2 separate regions of the Gossypium hirsutum genome follow, and region 2 is linked to region 1. A link is a contact called in public Hi-C data. All regions are on one chromosome and are shown on one strand. Each heading gives the region's core, a stretch centred on a gene start, on an enhancer-like site or on the middle of the called end of the contact. The rest is flanking DNA. Distances are from core to core; before and after follow the strand shown. Region 1 overlaps LOC107952981 (a long non-coding RNA gene). Region 2 holds the start of LOC107952959 (phosphatidylinositol 4-kinase gamma 4).

Region 1 (4,133 bases), core at 556-3,055:
CCTTAGGTAACACGTATCCAGTAGCTTGTCACCCAGCATTCATCGTCCACTACATTCAGTAATAATCACATGACTGTTCACAAGCTCATTCGAAAGATTATCCATGGAGTCCTTCTCTCAATGCTTTGTGCAGTGAAAGTTATTTTGTTGTATTAAAATCCCGGTTAGCTAGGAATCTAGGAAACAAATGTTAGCTTCTTTTTTCTTTTCTTTTTTTAAATATTACTTGTATATGTGCTTTGTACCTTGAGAGTTTTCCTGTCTATAGTTTGAATATATCTATCCTTTTTTTTCCCTGAATTATTTTGTCCTTCATCTTGCTGAAAAAGCAGTAGTATGAAAACGGTGCCCCTTAAAGAACACTCTTTTGGGGAATTGGATCTTTTTGACCTTTGCAAAAGATTAAGCAAACACCTTTCTCTTTGCCTTTAATTCATGATTTTCGAGACTATCTTTTTAGGACCCTTGTAGTTTTCTAGATAGAGAAAAAGATGTTTCATTGGGGCCTTGATGAATTCTTGAAGCCCTAAGTCCAAATTTTTCTCGTGAATGGTTGGTATGTTTTTCGTGTACAGCTTGACCAAGACTCCATAAAAAAGTTCCCACATGATGAAGGTACCTAAAAGTTCCTACTAGTAGCTCCCTTGTTAGGATTACAACCTAGTAATGACAAGGTTATAGTTTAACTTGACATCTAAACATAACCTGAGATCCTATGCTGGCTTGGCTAGATTTCATCTTAGCAAAACATTTTCAATATTGCTGCTAGCTAGCTACTTCCCATACAGATGGAAAGGGCCCATGATTTGAACCCATGTCGGGTGCCAGCAAATACGATGCCAATCTGGTTGATGGAAATGTTTTCCTATAAGTGGTTAATTAATGCATATTGAACATGATATTAAGTAGCCAAACATATGCTCCCTAATCTAGTGCTATTACAATCCAACTCATGGTAGTACATTAAAGTTATAACTTGATACCATTGCTTTGAGTTCATCTTACCAAACTTTTCCAATGCTGTTAGCTACTTCCCCATCAGTTGGAGGGGCCCTTGATTTGAACCCCCCATGTTGCGTGCCATTGCCCTTGCCATTTCCATTCTGTTCGACGGAACTCTTTTCCTATCCTTCACGTGTCTGATGCAAAAACCATGTTGGGTCCTGCACTATTTCTGTTCAAAATTAAACTTGTTGTCTAGGAAAAAGACTAAAAAATATCTCATTCTAATAAAATATGATCCATTGGTTGTTGCCATTTGAGATTTAACTTTGGGTTAATATATTAACCGTCGGCTATTTAAAATTGTATTTCATCAATCAAAATACTCTCCAAGGACTAACACCATTATATAAATGCTAGCGGCTTGATTGATTAATATCAAGTTATCATGCCAGAACATTTATATCAATTTTCAATATATAAAATTAAAGTTAAAGTAAATGAAACGCAAATTTTTTTTGTAGTATATATACTGATAAGGAATTGCAGACGTTTAAAAGTAGTGATGTGTTAAGTTTTTTGGGTTGAAAATAACATGTCATCAAGCCACTAAAGATTGGCCTGGCCTATTGTGGGTGACAGAAGTAAAAGATAATCATCATATCATTAATTGTTTTCCTTTCAATATTATTAAAAAGTTAAAAGTGGTCCAGTTGGAGAACCAAATTTTCTATCGACCCTTTTACTTTTACCTTTTTTATTTTTATTTTTATTTTTATTTTTATCTTCTAGCGTTTAGCCATTGCTTGTTCATAAAATCACTGGTAACTGGACCATACATACAGCGAGGGGTGGCATGCCGCATGTGAAAGTTGGCTTTTCCCTCCTAACTACTATAAACCATCTTTGAAGCTAATTTTCAATGATGAAAAGGGATAAAAGTTCGACCATCCCTTGTATCCTGACATAAATCTAGAAACCCACCTTGTTCAAAAACAAAAAAAAAAAATCTAGAAACCCACCATTTAACAAAAGCTCGGTGGGAGACTTGCTGCAAACAGATCTTGCTTGATGATTGTTTTCGTCATAACAAGGGTTCAGTCTTTTAGAACTGTCAGTGCTTGAGTGTTGTCCCACCCAAATGCTTAATTTAGAAACCCAATGGAGAAAGAATGATTCATCTTTGATTCCTCCAGATCATACTGCACCTTCTTTCAGACAAAACGAAATCTGCAGAACTGCTAAGTAAAAAATCTTGTACCTTCTACTTAATATCATAAAAAGTGTAAAACTGTAGGGGATCCTAAAGCTGCAGTCCAATTTCTTGACTTAGCCATTTATGTTGATACAAGATTATACACCTATTTCTTTCTTTCTTGCAACCAAGAATTATGTAAAAATGAGCAGGGAACATTGGGCATTGGGCTAATGTGGAAAACCACTACAAATATTTTATATTGGGTCACCCTTGGTTCATACAGAATCTATTCAAGCCCAAAGTTTGATCTCGGCAACTTTAAGCCAACCCTTTCTTAAACAAAATAGATTTTCAAGCCTCACCCAACCGAATCAGTGCGGGTGATGGGGGGAAGAATATGTGCCTTACCATAAATTAGTAAATTAAACACCAACTTAGTTAAAAAGAGATTCAAAAATAATAAATTTTATTGTAAGGGTGTTTATATTTTCAATAGTTTTATAATATTTTTTTTAAATTCAATTTTAAAAGAAATCTAAAAATAAATGAATGATTAAATTAAAAATTTAACTGCTGAAAATAATGTATTTTAACATATTTTAATTGCCGGTTTAATACCCGGAATACAAATCTGTCACAATGGTTAAAGTGTATTATTGGGGTTTGGAGTCAAGTTGATGAGGTACCTCAAGTGTATGTGCTTGACCCAGTATAGATGTTTTTCCTTGGGTTAAAGAGAAAATATACTAAATTATAGTCCTTCAATAATAAAGCTTCAATCCCTCGAGGATCAATAATAAAGCTTCAATCCCTCGAGGAGGATATCTTTGAAAACCATCAGCCCTTGTAAGGATCTTGTTTCAACCTTCGCCATAAAATCAGTCACAATATTTGCTTCTCTAAAAACATGCTTGAAAGTCACTTGCCATGCTTATTTACGAAGTTGATAAATTTGACACACTAAAGCCAAACAATTGGTCACTGCGAAAATGGGTTCAACATCATCATAATCAACCTTGACCTTTCTTAGTCCAGAAGACCAAGCCACATTTAACCCGTGAACAATACCCCACAATTCAGCTTGCAAGATAGAAGAAACACCAACACATCTAGTAAAACCAATCAATTACCATTAGCATCTCGTAAAAGGCCACCCCAAGCTGCTTGCGCATTTTCCCTGCAGCACCATCCGTATTTAATTTAGCCCACTCCCTCTTGGTAGATGTTAGCCTCGTCGCATCTCTTTTCTTTCTAAAATTCTGAATCCTTCATTTCTATTGATTTATAATGTCTAGCCCACACAAAACATTCACAACAGGGTCCTGCTGCGTATATCTTGCATTATTGAAGACTTGATAAGTGTTCATAATTTATATATTTTGGTCTTATTGCTTTACTTTTCATTGCTCTTAAAGTGAAACATCATGTTTTAGCTTTATTTGCATGTTTAGTGTCACATTTGCATACATTAGTATTTTTATTTTAATTCTATATGATTTAGTAATTATTAATTAATTTGGTGTTTAATGACTTTAATTAGGTGCATATGAACTTGGGATGTTGGTTTGAGAACCAATGGAATTGAAATGAATGGGTGAAAATGAGCAAAACGTGAAGAACATAAGAAGGATGAGTGGGCTGCGACTCAAAACCATGGAGCCCCAGCACCAAAAGCCCAAGTCGCAACGCCAACGCTTGTGTGACATCGATTTTCTTGCTATTTTGACTTCAGATTCAAGGCTATTTTTGTCTTTTTCAAGGACTGAAGTCCAAGCAAGTATTGTAGCCCTAACTTAGGTCAAATAAACTTTATAAATATGATCTTTTGGAGGGTTAGAAAAGAACTTTTGGCTTCATTGAAGCTATTGGGGATTGACCCGTATAAACAATAAAATTGAAAAGGTAGAGAAAATCAAACATAAATTTTACATGGAAAACTCCTCCAAAGAGGATAAAAACTACGGGCAAAGGAGGCTTCGGCTTTTCACTAAAT
Region 2 (4,133 bases), core at 765-3,264, 530 kb before region 1:
GTTGAGTTGAGGGATTCCATTTTTGTTTAACATGTTTCAACTATTTCAGTTATGGGTTTTGCTAATAAAGTAACAAGGGTCAACGGGAGAGGGGATCGAAAGGTTTTTATTTTATTTTATTTAATATTAATATAAATTTTAAATTCATTATTATATATATTTGAAAATATTTATGTTTTTTTTAGAATTAGGATCATTTGTAAATTTTGAAGATTAATTTTTTAAAATTATGACTAAATTGATATAATATGTAAAGATTGAGGACTAATTTTTTAATTGCCACATCGCCCTCCTATTAGTGCAATTAACGAAATTGGTCAAAAAAAATTTCGATTAGTTAGACAGCTAATTTAAAAAAATTCATAGTTGAATAGTCAAAAAAGAAACAAATTCATAGTTGGATAACTAATTTTAAAAGATTTGTAATTAAGTGACAAAAAGAGAAAATGACCCATAATTAGGTGACATATGGTGTATTTTATCATAAATTTTTTGGACTAGATACTTGGGTTGGGCCACTTGGTATAAATATAAAACTATTTTTTTATGTTTAAAACAATCGGTTATTTCAATTTAGATCATCAAAATAGAAATCAAATTGAAATACCATTTGAACTGATATAGGTAAATGAATATACCCCTAATTTTATTTAAGTGCTTCATTTGGACCCGAATTAAGATATTTAATCTGTTTATAAAATACAAATTTAAAAACTTTGAATATTTAAATTTAAGCTGATATGATTGTAAAACAAGAGTTAGAAATCCAGAAAGTCTGTGAGAAAGTGTAGTCGTTGGATCTCTTCTTTGTGTTCAGACTCCACCATCCACATATTTAAAAAAGAAGTTGAACAAGAATCCATCTAGACGATTGGCTTACCACATCATTCATGAGTCACTACGGGGCTGCGAAAAGCCTTGGAAATTTCGTTTCATTCAATTTTTCAAATGTCAACTTCCGACTTCTTAATTAACTAATTGGTACAACGCACATCTGTCTTTCCTTGGAATTTTATTGTTTTTAAATCTTCATCTCTTTGCTTTTTTGACCCAAACTAAAGCAAATGATACAACCTTTTTAACATTTCCATTATTCAATTTATATATTTTATTTAAAAAAACACGCAAAATAATAATGAATTTCGAAATTTTAAAATATCAAAAATTTAAAAAAAAATTGAAATCGAAATACTTTAAAAGTGCATCATTTTAATATGTATAATATTTTATTTACATATTTTTAGCCGATTAGAATTTCGTGGATAAAAATTTATTATAAAACAATAATGTTTAAAAGAATACATGTATCTATATAAATATGTATCACTAATTTTGTATAATAAATCAACATTTTTTTTGGTAGAAATATATTAACACTATTATGATAATATAAAAATATAAAATATAAATTAAAGTATTTTATAGTTAAACCAGTGGTAGATCTAGGGGATTGACAGGGTCTCCCTAATATAAAATATTTTTATTTAGGTCTTTTATAATTTTTTAAATTTTAAATTAGAAATGGTAAAATTACATTTTAACTCTCACAAAAATGATAAAATTAAATTTAATCTTTTAAAAATTATAAAAATATAAACCATTAAAATGACAAAATTATATTTTTACTACCATAAAAATATATAATTTAATTTTGCCTTCTAAAAAAATTTTGACTTCACCCGAGTCAAACCAAGTGAATCAAATACAAAAGATTTTGAATAACTTGGAAAAAGGAAAATTACCTAAAATTTTGAAACTCTAGGGAAACAAATATTTAAAAAGGTTTAAAATAAATTCACGTAAACTTCAATAAAAAAATAAAAATTATAGGCATGAATTATATATTTAAAAAAATCATAAAAGATTGGTAATTTAGAAATTAGTCCAAGATTTTGGTTTTAATTAAGCAGAGCCGAATAAAGAGAAATACCAAAAATCGAATTGCCTTGTACCTAAAGTAATGCTTGAGAAGAAATTTATACGTGTATAAAGCCAGTTGGTCAAAACTGAGAAAAGCCAATAGTAGTACAAGTTTTTCCGCGTTACCTATAAAAGGACGACGGCTACACGCGTCTTCCTTTTCTGCAATTCCATTTTCTCTCTCTCTCACCTAAACTAATTTCCTAAATTTGACATAAGCATCTTCCCTTCTCTTCGCTCCTTTCTGGTAAGAAATCTCTTCTTTTTATGTCATTATAATACTTTCCGTACATTCAATCTCTAATCTTTAATCTTGCAAACCAAGATGAATTGAGCCTGGGATTCGCTTTTGATTCCTAGGGTTTCAATTTTTTGTAGGATTGGATTTTTTTTCTTTTATTCTTTGTATAGAACCGTTTAGATTGTACAAAAAAAGAGATGTGGGGGAAATTATTGTGGATCTGTACAGATAGTTTAAGACTTTTTAGCATTCAATTTTAGAGTGTTGGAAAATCTTTGTTCTTCAAATTTTCACTGTCAACCATGTCTTCGGCTGGTCTTGCTGTTGTCCCGGTTCGAAATGAACCTTTGATCCCTCCTGATCACATGAATCCTGAATTGGGTCTTTGTGAAAACGAATCAATTTGGATTTATCTGGCCCTTTCCGAATCAATGATTCCAATGCGGGTTCTGGAATCGGATTCTATTGAATCCTTGAAGCTACGCATTCAAACCTTTAAAGGTTTTGTTGTGAAGAATCAGAAGTTGGTTTGTGGAGGCCGGGAGCTGGCGCGGAGCAATTCACTTGTTCGTGACTATGGAGTGAACGATGGAAATGTTCTACACTTGGTTCTTAGGCTTTCTGATCTCCAGGTCATTCATGTTAAGACTACAGCTGGGAAAGAATTTACCTTTCATGTCGAACGAGGGCGTGATGTTGGTTATGTGAAGGAGCAGATTGCTAAGAGGGAGAAAGGTTTTTCTGATTTTGATGACCAAGAAGTTGTTTGTGATGGGGAGCGATTAGAGGATCAGAGGCTCATTGATGATCTATGTACGCACAACAGTGCTGTATTGCATTTATTGGTTCGGAAATCTGCCAAACTTAGGGCTAAGCCTGTTGCTAAGAATTTCGAGTTGTCTATTGTGGCACCAGAATTGAAACGCAAGCTAGAATATGATGTTGGTGATGAAGAGAATTCTTGTAGAAGATATGAAGTTGACAGGGAGGTTGAACCAAGAAAGCCTCCTGATAGGGATTTTGTATTAGAGCCTGTTATTGTTAATCCCAAGTTTGAATTACCTTCGGTCATTGTTGATATGATTAACTCCACATTTGATGGATTGTACAATGCAAAATTTCCAATCAGGTCTGTGGAGGGTACTGGAGGAGTCTATTTCATGCAAGATTCATTAGGCCAAAAGTTTGTTTCTGTTTTTAAGCCAATTGACGAGGAGCCTTTAGCTGTTAATAATCCTCGAAAATTACCAGCGTCACCAGATGGTGAAGGGCTGAAAAAGGGTACACGAGTTGGAGAAGGAGCATTCAGGGAAGTAGCTGCGTATTTCTTGGATCATCCTAAAGGATGTGAGGAGAAGGGTTTTGCTGGGGTTCTTCCTACTGCTCTGGTCAAGTGTTTGCATGCTGGGTTCAACAATCCAGCTGATTTAGCAATTGTCAAGATTGGGTCATTGCAGATGTTTGTGGAAAACAATGGAAGTTGTGAGGATATGGGTCCTGGGTCTTTTCCAGTTGAGCAAGTACATAAAATCACTGTGTTGGATATAAGATTGGCTAATGTTGATAGGCATGCTGGAAATATTTTATTGAGCAAAGATGAAGATGGGCAAACAGTGCTGGTTCCAATTGACCATGGCTATTGCTTACCTGAAAGCGTAAGTTTGCTCACTGATAATTTGTAATTTACTACAATCCTTGTTTTCCGTTTTTTACTACTTTACCCTTAACTCTGTTCTTGTTATTTTTGTTTCTAGGTTCATCCTTTAGATTGTAAATGTTAAACACAGTACCGAGGATAGTTTGAATTCAACTGTGGATTTAACTTGAAATAGATTCATGATTAGAAGGTTATTGAACTTGTATTAGATCTTACTGAGTCAAGAGGCTCCAATATACTACTAAAATTATTATGGTTCACTGATGGGCTAATTTTAAACTATCTAGCAAGCTCAGTGATGCTACCATTCTGATT

Evidence for each region. Hi-C and Micro-C count contacts between places; a contact is called where the count stands out from the background.
Region 2: a contact with region 1 is called in a Hi-C map of leaf, with 2.0 times the contacts expected there. The contact joins the promoter of LOC107952959 here to the enhancer-like site in region 1. A contact is called at or near these places in 2 of 34 Hi-C or Micro-C datasets (callus and leaf).

The regions. Positions count from the first base shown.
Region 1 is chrA07:29,782,488-29,786,620 of Gossypium_hirsutum_v2.1, reverse strand. LOC107952981 (a long non-coding RNA gene) reads left to right here. Exons shown (of 2, transcript XR_001699015.2): 2 at 1-300. Among protein-coding and RNA genes, the nearest start is that of LOC107952981, 4.4 kb to the left of the region's middle. Within about 2 kb of position 1,805, at least 7 of the 9 cell types and tissues checked have an H3K27ac peak or open chromatin away from gene starts, as enhancers often do. A contact at or near this core is called in leaf, where this site is marked.
Region 2 is chrA07:30,309,940-30,314,072 of Gossypium_hirsutum_v2.1, reverse strand. LOC107952959 (phosphatidylinositol 4-kinase gamma 4) reads left to right here and starts at 2,014. Exons shown (of 2, transcript XM_016888168.2): 1 at 2,014-3,816. The coding sequence starts at 2,464.